Regions from separate parts of the Sus scrofa genome. Here regions 2 and 3 are each linked to region 1. Evidence: chromatin contacts called from public Hi-C data. All regions are on one chromosome and are shown on one strand. Each heading gives the region's core, a stretch centred on a gene start, on an enhancer-like site or on the middle of the called end of the contact. The rest is flanking DNA. Distances are from core to core; before and after follow the strand shown.

Evidence for each region. A called contact is a pair of places that touch in the nucleus more often than the background predicts.
Region 2: a Hi-C map of heart right ventricle shows a contact between it and region 1, with 4 times the contacts expected there. The contact joins two enhancer-like sites. A contact is called at or near these places in 2 of 47 Hi-C or Micro-C datasets (embryonic fibroblasts and heart right ventricle).
Region 3: a contact with region 1 is called in a Hi-C map of heart right ventricle, with 4 times the contacts expected there. The contact joins two enhancer-like sites. A contact is called at or near these places in 3 of 47 Hi-C or Micro-C datasets (epiblast stem cells, fetal heart ventricle and heart right ventricle) and 1 of 2 datasets of contacts at active chromatin or transcription factors (skeletal muscle).

The regions. Positions count from the first base shown.
Region 1 is chr8:76,639,984-76,642,698 of Sscrofa11.1, reverse strand. The region is part of intron 2 of FBXW7 (F-box/WD repeat-containing protein 7); the gene reads right to left. Among named protein-coding and RNA genes, the nearest start is that of FBXW7, 160 kb to the right of the region's middle. Within about 2 kb of position 1,413, at least 6 of the 83 cell types and tissues checked have an H3K27ac peak or open chromatin away from gene starts, as enhancers often do.
Region 2 is chr8:76,914,714-76,917,416 of Sscrofa11.1, reverse strand. No RefSeq gene overlaps it. Among named protein-coding and RNA genes, the nearest start is that of GATB, 310 kb to the left of the region's middle. Within about 2 kb of position 1,331, at least 5 of the 83 cell types and tissues checked have an H3K27ac peak or open chromatin away from gene starts, as enhancers often do.
Region 3 is chr8:77,058,215-77,060,914 of Sscrofa11.1, reverse strand. No RefSeq gene overlaps it. Among named protein-coding and RNA genes, the nearest start is that of GATB, 160 kb to the left of the region's middle. Within about 2 kb of position 1,379, at least 4 of the 83 cell types and tissues checked have an H3K27ac peak or open chromatin away from gene starts, as enhancers often do.

The DNA of each region.
Region 1 (2,715 bases), core at 164-2,663:
TTACACCCCTGATGTTGCCTCTTAGTGATTTTTCACCCGCTGACCCTCACACTGCTCCTTGGCTATAAATCCCCACTTTTCTTTGATGAGCCCAATCTAATTTCCACCGCTGTAAAACCCCCTTGGAGTAGTGCTTATCCCTATGTGACAGTCCCCTTGAATGAAGTCTGTCTCATTATTTTAATAAGAGTCATAAACTGTTGGATAACTTCACAAATGAAGCCTCTTAAAAGCAGTTATACACAAAAAAAATCCCAAATTTATAAATGTGCCATAGTGCCAAAGTTATCTGTAAGTCAATTATTTGAATCTTTGAATGTATTTTGTCAAAGAAACAATGTCAACTCTGATGGGTTCCCAGGCTTACCCTCCGAAATATGAATGTAACAGTAGTTGAAAAAGTTCTTAGGGAGAAAACACACAAAGGTCACAAAATATAGTAGAAAGAGAAAGGCTACTACCTACAGCATAAGAGAGTCCTGAGGTTAAATACCAGCTTTACTACTTACCAAGAAAACTGGGAAGAGGTAACCTGTTTGAGCCTCTACTGACTGAATATAATAATACCTAACTTATAACACTTAACAGGCATTTAAATCATTTAAGAATTAATTAAAACACAGAAAACAGTGGAACAATGCCTAGAATATATAGTAGGTGTTTTTTAAAGTGAAAGAAATTATTAATAGCATTATTATACTACTACTGTACATCAATTAAGAAGAGAAATTAACAAGCAATAGGTTAAAATTCCAGTGATTAGATATATTAAAAATTTTTCTCCTCATAACTACAAAACAACTAGAAGAGACAATGAGGGGTTTTAAAAGAAATAGAAGGCTATGGCTCTAACAGTCTCTAATTTACCATTAGCTGAAACATATTCAAGCAAAAAGACATATGCACAAGATTTACTATAGTATTACTATAATCATAAAAACCTGTATTTCACTGATAACATAAAGTTTTATTAAAATGCAGTCATGTCCATTCACCCACTCATTTAAGTATTGCCTACAGCTGCTTTCATGCTACAATGTCAGAGCTGAGTAGTTTTAACTGACTATCTAGTCCACAAAGCCTACAATAGTTGTGGGCCCTTTGTAGAAAAAGTTTGTGGACCCCTGATTTAAGCTAACTCTCAATGATAACAATACACAAGAGTGGTATTAATGCAAATATTTTCTCAAATGTCACAAATAATCTAATTTTATTTCTACTTTCACTTTAGAGTAAATGATTTTAAATACGGTATTTTAAACAGATCTTGATATGGAATGTGATCACTACAAAACTGTTTTCAACATCACTGCCTGAGCTCCTGGGTTTCAGGTGAACAGGGCCCTGTACCACACTGTACCCACGGCCTCTCTGCCGCTCTGACCAGCAGCTCGACCCCACTTTCTGAGTCAGCTGTGCTGCTGCTGCTGCTTACGTTACACAATCAGTACATGGTTCAAGGCCAAGAATATATAAGGCACTCTAAAAACGTGTTTGTCTGTAAACCAGCAGAGTCAATCAGATATCTAAAATCTCTATACAAAGCACTGATTGCCTATCATTTGGAAATTTCTACCAAAATGGCAACCCTGAAGAATAACTTTACCAGAATATTCTAAATGCTTCAAAGTCGCCAAATAAAAAGTTAATAAATGAGATAGAAACATTAAAGTGAATTTTCTTTCAGCATGCTATTAGTTTTAAGATATTATTTCTCTTATCACTAGAAAAAAATGCTGCCAGATAAGCTAAAAAATTCCATCAAGATTTATTCCTATTTTAGATATGTTTAAAATGTAGAAGAAGAATGTATCGTAGGATTTAGGAAATACACTATTACCATAACTAGGCATTCCAATTTCAGAGAAAAATAAACCAAATTTCCAGTGATTTTATAGACTAAGTTTTTCATACAAATTTTCTCTTCCTTTAAAGGATGATTACTCCTTTTAGAATAAAAAGTTATACAGTCAACTAATATTCTCAAATATTTCTGGTATCAAGAATTACCTATAGGACTTACACACCCTATTAGGACCTTAATACTGAAAACACTTGAAGGTTACTGGTTACAGGCCGGACTGCTATTTCTTTAGTGTTGTTAGTATTAAGTCCAAAGTATCTTTGGATACTTTTAACATAACATTACACATTATTTTAACATAATATTAAATTAGACTACCAAGTACTAATATTATATTAGATAGCAAGGTAAATAAATTTCCTGAAAACATTTCCAGAGCTATAGTTATGACAACTATTTTAAAGAGTTTTTCGGGAGTTCCCGTCGTGGTGCAGTGGTTAACGAATCCGACTAGGAACCATGAGGTTGCGGGTTTGGTCCCTGCCCTTGTTCAGTGGGTTAGCGATCCGGCATTGCCGTGAGCTGTGGTGTAGGTTGCAGACGCGGCTCGGATCCTGCGTTGCTGTGGCTCTGGCGTAGGCTGGCGGCCACAGCTCCGATTAGACCCCTAGCCTGGGAACCTCCATATGTCGCAGGAGCGGCCCAAGAAATAGCAAAAAAAAAAAAAAAAGAGTTTTTCCCAATTTTAAAAATTATTTTCTTGTGCAAACATGAAATAGATTAACATCTGAGAAGGATGGAGGGCAATGACGTGTTTTTCAGTTTCTGATATGTCAAGTTGTTGAAGGGGTATCATCACACATTAGCTCACTACTTGGAAAGAAACAGCCTACAAAATAGAGAAGTCTATA
Region 2 (2,703 bases), core at 82-2,581, 270 kb before region 1:
GGGCGGGGGCTAGCTGCAGCATCAGGGTCGGAGGGCCCCTTCAGACGACAGGGACAGCATGTGAGTCATCATCATGGCAGGAAACGCATGTTGTGGCATTGCTTCACTTTCACTGTCCCTACCCATGAAACAGGAATTAATCATAATCTGAGGAGATATGCAAATCCATCCACTCATTCAAAAAAATACTTGAGTACCTTACTATGTGCCAGGTGCCTGTGCTAGGCGCCGGGAATAGGTGCAGGCAAACAAAACAGACAAAAATCCCTGTTTCCATGGAGCTTCGATTCTTGGTGGGGGAAGATTCATGACAATAAGCAAATAAGTAAGTAATATTCATGACCTGTTAATGATGTCAGTGGTGGTTTGGGGGTTTTTCTTTTTTTTCTTTTTTTTTTTTAGGGCCGCACCTGTGCCATATGGAGGTTCCCAGGCTAGGGGTCCAATCAGAGCTGAAGCCACCAGCCTACCTCACAGCTCATGGCAACACTGGATCCTTAACCCACTGAGCGAGGCCAGGGATTAAACCTGCAACGTCATGGTTCCTAGTCGGGTTCTTTAACCACTGAGCCAGAATGGTAACTCCCATGTCAATGCTGTTATAGTGCAGTGGAGATAAAGTGTGTGTGTGAGAGAGAGAGAGATTTTAAATAGAGTGACTGGGCAGCCCTCACTGGGAAAGTGATCCTTGAATAAAGAAAGACTTGAAGGAGGAGAGAGAGCAAGCCATGTGGATACCTGGCAGAGAGAGCACCCAGTGCAAAGGCCCTGAGGCCACCGTGGCTGGATCAGAGCGAGAAAAGCTGAGTGAGAGGATGTGCTGTGACACGGCTGGAGGGCAGATGCCTCCAGGTGTTGTAGACCATTATAGAGACTTTGACCTTGATCTGTGTCAGAAGAGGGCGTGAGGAATCATGTGATCTAACTCCGATTTCTGGCTGCTTGGTGGAGAGGGGGCTTAAAGGCGCAAGGGCAAAAGAAAGGAGGCCTGAGAGGAAGCTTTTCAGTGGTCCTGGGATGATGGTGGCCTGGAGCAAGGTGGCGGCTGTGGAGGTGGTGAGATTAATTTTAAATGGCACCTGTCAAGCCTCACCACTCTTTGTGGTGCCCGGCAAGAGCGCAATGGAGGACGAGGGTGGTTATGATTATGAACAAAGAACATGGGCAAAAGTGTGAAATTAGGGGCAAAAAAAGACACAATGTTCTGTGTGCCAGCCGTGATCTGGAGAAGAAGAAGCAGAGCCAGAAACCTGGGTTAATGACAGCACGGCATCAGGAGTAATCACAGAGGCACTATTTTGGGACCAGGGAAAAAAAAAAAAAAGATTGTTCTAAGCTTCAAAGGCACCACACGGGTGCAGCCAGGAGGGATCTGTCCCCCGGCCAAAACCTCCAAGAGAAGCAGAGAATGAAGAAAAGTCAAGGTCAGCTGGCTTCGGGGACACCGCGAGGCAATAGTGAGAGCATTTTGTTTGTCTATCTTTACGTGCCCAGAGAACCTCCTTGGGAAGTTAGACATGACATAGCACCTGATACCCTGTTTGGACACTTGACTGTCTCTAAATCGATATAAAAAGTAGCAAATGTAGAGCAAGCTGAGCCTTTCAGACACCCATGAGCCCTTGCTCCTTCTGTGTGGGGTACATCTTGGGGCCGCTTGCCATGGGCCATGGTGGAAGGGGAGCTCCACTTACAAAGCAAACAGTTTCAGGGCAACAGTTCTTTGGGGCACTCAAGGTTGCCGCTGGCTGACTGTGTGGATCGCAGGGCTCTGCCACTGCACGAGAGGCTCCAGGTGCAAAGGTGCAGGTGCCCACACCGGTGGGCCCAGGGGTGGGTCACCACTGAGAGCCCCTGTCACAAATCCCCTCCTCCGGAAAGAACGCCCCTTTGGAATCGTAAGGAATAGTTGACATGCAGTGATGCTGCTGTTTTGCAAATCCCTAGGGAGGGAGAAAACGGCTCTAGCACTGTGGAATAGCTCTTTCTGGAATGATAACACCTTCTACCTCTGGGCTGCCCAGGATGGGACCCCTGGCCACATGCAGCCATTGAGCATTTGAACTGTGACAAAGGAAACGGAGGGCCTAGGTTTTTAATTTTATTTCCTTTTAATTAGCAAATATGCACATTCAAAGAGGCATTTGGGGCTGAAACATACAGCTCTGGAAGATTTACGAACTTGTATTCCAAATCCTCTCTTCTCAACTCAGTAAAGAATGTAAGTATCTCTGGATTTAGGTCTTCGCTTTAGGAGTTTCAGGAGCAAGGGACAAGGGGCCACAGGGTCACCTGAAGATTGCAATAACCAGGTCACCTGCAGAATCCGGGATGGTGACCAGTAGCTGCGGGACTGGGACAGGCTCTGATGTCTTGAGGTGCCTCTGCTTCTTCCCCATCTTCCTTGCAAGTGGTGAGAATCAAACTACTCTCAACATCGAAGTTTCTTTTTTTCAAAGGGATGATACTGTTGTGAAAATCTTTTTCAGGGCCTCTGGGCTCCTAAAGAAATGAGAAACTGCTTAATGAAAAAGACATACAGAATTCCAGATATTCTTCACTGGTTTCTAAATTCATCCCCTCCTAAGGCCAGAAGAACAACAAGGAGCCTTTTTTGGCCATATTCCTAATATTTACACCGTGAAACCTCGAGGCCAACCAGCAGCCTAAGTGACAGAAACACGCACGGTACCAAGCGCTGAA
Region 3 (2,700 bases), core at 130-2,629, 420 kb before region 1:
GGTGTGACTTCCCGGGGGTGGACGCTTCCCTTCCATGCCTTCCAAACATTGCCTGGATTATTGGAGTTTCCGATTTCTCTAGGAAAATTCTTGGCAGGTTCTGAGATGATGAAAGGTGAGACATGTGGCTTCAATGCAGATAGATCATCCATGAAGAAGAATTTAAAAGCCCTTTGAGTGGTTTTGATTTTCGACTAAACCCTTAAGTTTAGGAATCTTTCTGGGTTTTTAGGGTGTCTCGGCAATTCTTTATTTGCGAGTAATGTTCTAATTTCATTAATTTTGCTGTTACCGTATTTTCTCAGAGATCTTCCTGTGCCTTGAAGCTTCCAGGTCCAATGTTAAGTTGTCCCCGAAGCATGTGGCGTCCTTGCCTTACTGCTCAGGTAGCTTTCATTTTGGCAAATAGCAGCTACCAGCTGTGATTGAAATATGCAGCCAAGGCTTTAGGGCTGACGGGGGAGACGGTCTTCCTGCGGGACAGATGGTACCTCCGGCCTTACTCAGACCCGCCACCTAAGCCCATGTGGCCTTGGATGTGTGCCTGAGGCCAAGGGTCACACCAACTTGTAAGTGGGCCCCAGGCCAGCCTAGCAGATGGGTGAGGGTGGGGAGCCAGCAGACCGCATGGGGCCTTAGGAGGGTCTGCACAGGGAGAGGGGCAGCATTCCACTAGCTCCCCAAGAAGGCCCTGGTACCTTGACACAAAAATCATGCTTCCCAATGGGAGGGGGATGTGTGCCCATCCCCAGGCAACTGTCTTTGGCCGTGGAGGCAGTGAGAGATCCTCTGAATGTCCACCTTTACCTGAAATGTGAAATGCCCAAAAGAGCGCCTTTGGGGCAGAAAACTGGGATTTTCCACAGACAGATCATTTTCTCTCTCCTGGCAAATCCTTTTTAAAATTTATTTATTTATTTATTTTTTTAAGATTTGTGATTTTACCCTGCTTTTGGAGAGGTTGTTTTTGTTGTTGTTGCTTTTCTTTCCCCTTTGGCTGTATCTATGGCATGTGGAAGTTCCTGGGGTCAGGGATCAAACCTGTACCACAGCAGTGACAATGCTGGATCCTTAACCCACTGTGCCACCAGAGAACTTCCCTGGCAATTCTTAGGGGAGAGTGAGTGCTCTGGGTCCCTGGGCTCCTGGGTGATCTGGACACTGGGGCCCTTGATGGTGATAGGGGCAGAATCAGGGGTTGGGGGGAGGCAGGCCCTGGCCCGCAGAGAAACTTTTAGGACTTTCCCTCTTCCTCTTTTATGGCCTGTCCCTGCCCCTCCCCTTCTCTCTTTCTTCTGCAGAGCCTTTGTGCCATAAATACCCTGTCTGCTGTACAGCTGACATTCTGGAGTCACCTCTATCTGTGGCAGTTGGCTGGCTCTGGGTCCTGCCAGCCAAGTGTCACGAATGCCTTGCAGGGGACAGGGCTGGGACAATAAAGAACGTCATGTGCTGGTCTGCAGATCTGCATTTATTTTTGTTCGACAGGCAACATGCTTACCTGGCCAGGATGGTTGGAAATACAAGGATTGCCGTGCATGCGTTCCAGGACTCAGAGAAATTTCTAGGGAAATCTGGAGGCAACCTGGCTGGGGGTGCAGTTCAAGGTTTTATAGATGGAGAGGGAAGGGAGGTGGCCCCTGGGCAGACAGGGGAGCTGGAGTAGGACACTGCTGATGGCAAAGGAGGCACACCCTGATTGGCAGGTGCATGTCCTCATTCTAGGGGACAGAAAAGGCAAGCTTTGCCACCCAGCTCCACCTAAGGCTGCGGATCTGAGTTTGAAAGATCTGATTCCCTTCACCCAGAGAAGGGGTCTTACAATAGCACACAGCATTCAGTAGGATAATCAAAGAACTTTCTAGTAGAGCAGTTGAGAAGTAGATGGGTCCCAGCATCACAGGTGGACCGAAGCTGGGCACGACCTTGATATGTGTACATGTGTATCAGAAGGTACTTAAGCCACGTTCAATACCATGCTCACAGCCCTGGTTCCTTACCTCTACCCAGAACTTATTTACCCATCCTTCCTGTTTGCTACACATTAACCTCAATCTGTCTCAATTGTCAGCACATTCTGATCTCAGAGCAAGAGATCATAAGTACTCTAATCACTTGTGTTTTGCAAATGAGACAGTAAGTCGCGTCTGTCAGGTCGCAGCTAGTGCAAGCAGACTGGGATTTGAACTCTACTCCAGAGTGTTTCCTCTCAGTGATGCCACTGTATTTTATACCCCGCAGGGATAGCTAATTCCCAATGCACGTGCCCTGTGCCTTCCTCCCTCTCCAGATGGGGGGCTGCCTACGGACAAGGATCATGTCTGGTGTACCTTTTGTTTCCTCCCAGCGAGTAACACAGTATCTAGTGGGCACTCGGTGAATGTATTTTTAACCACAACACTTGGCATCAATGGTTGGCCATGCCATTATCCCCCCCCATGGCACAAATTATGGAATAAACAGCTTTCATTTTTGTTTTGCACCTCAGCTGCCATTCAGACTGTTTGCCACCCTCCTCCTGGCACCCTGTGCCCTTGACTCTTTCTGGATGCTTAGAATTGCGGGAAGCAGCTCAGGATGAACAGCCGGCTGCCAACTAGGTGTGACCAGCCTCTGGGGTCTGTTTGTTCCGGCCAGAGATAACCACCCAAGGCACAAAGCAGCACTTTTGAAAGCGCCTCCTCCCTCAAGATTTCTCTC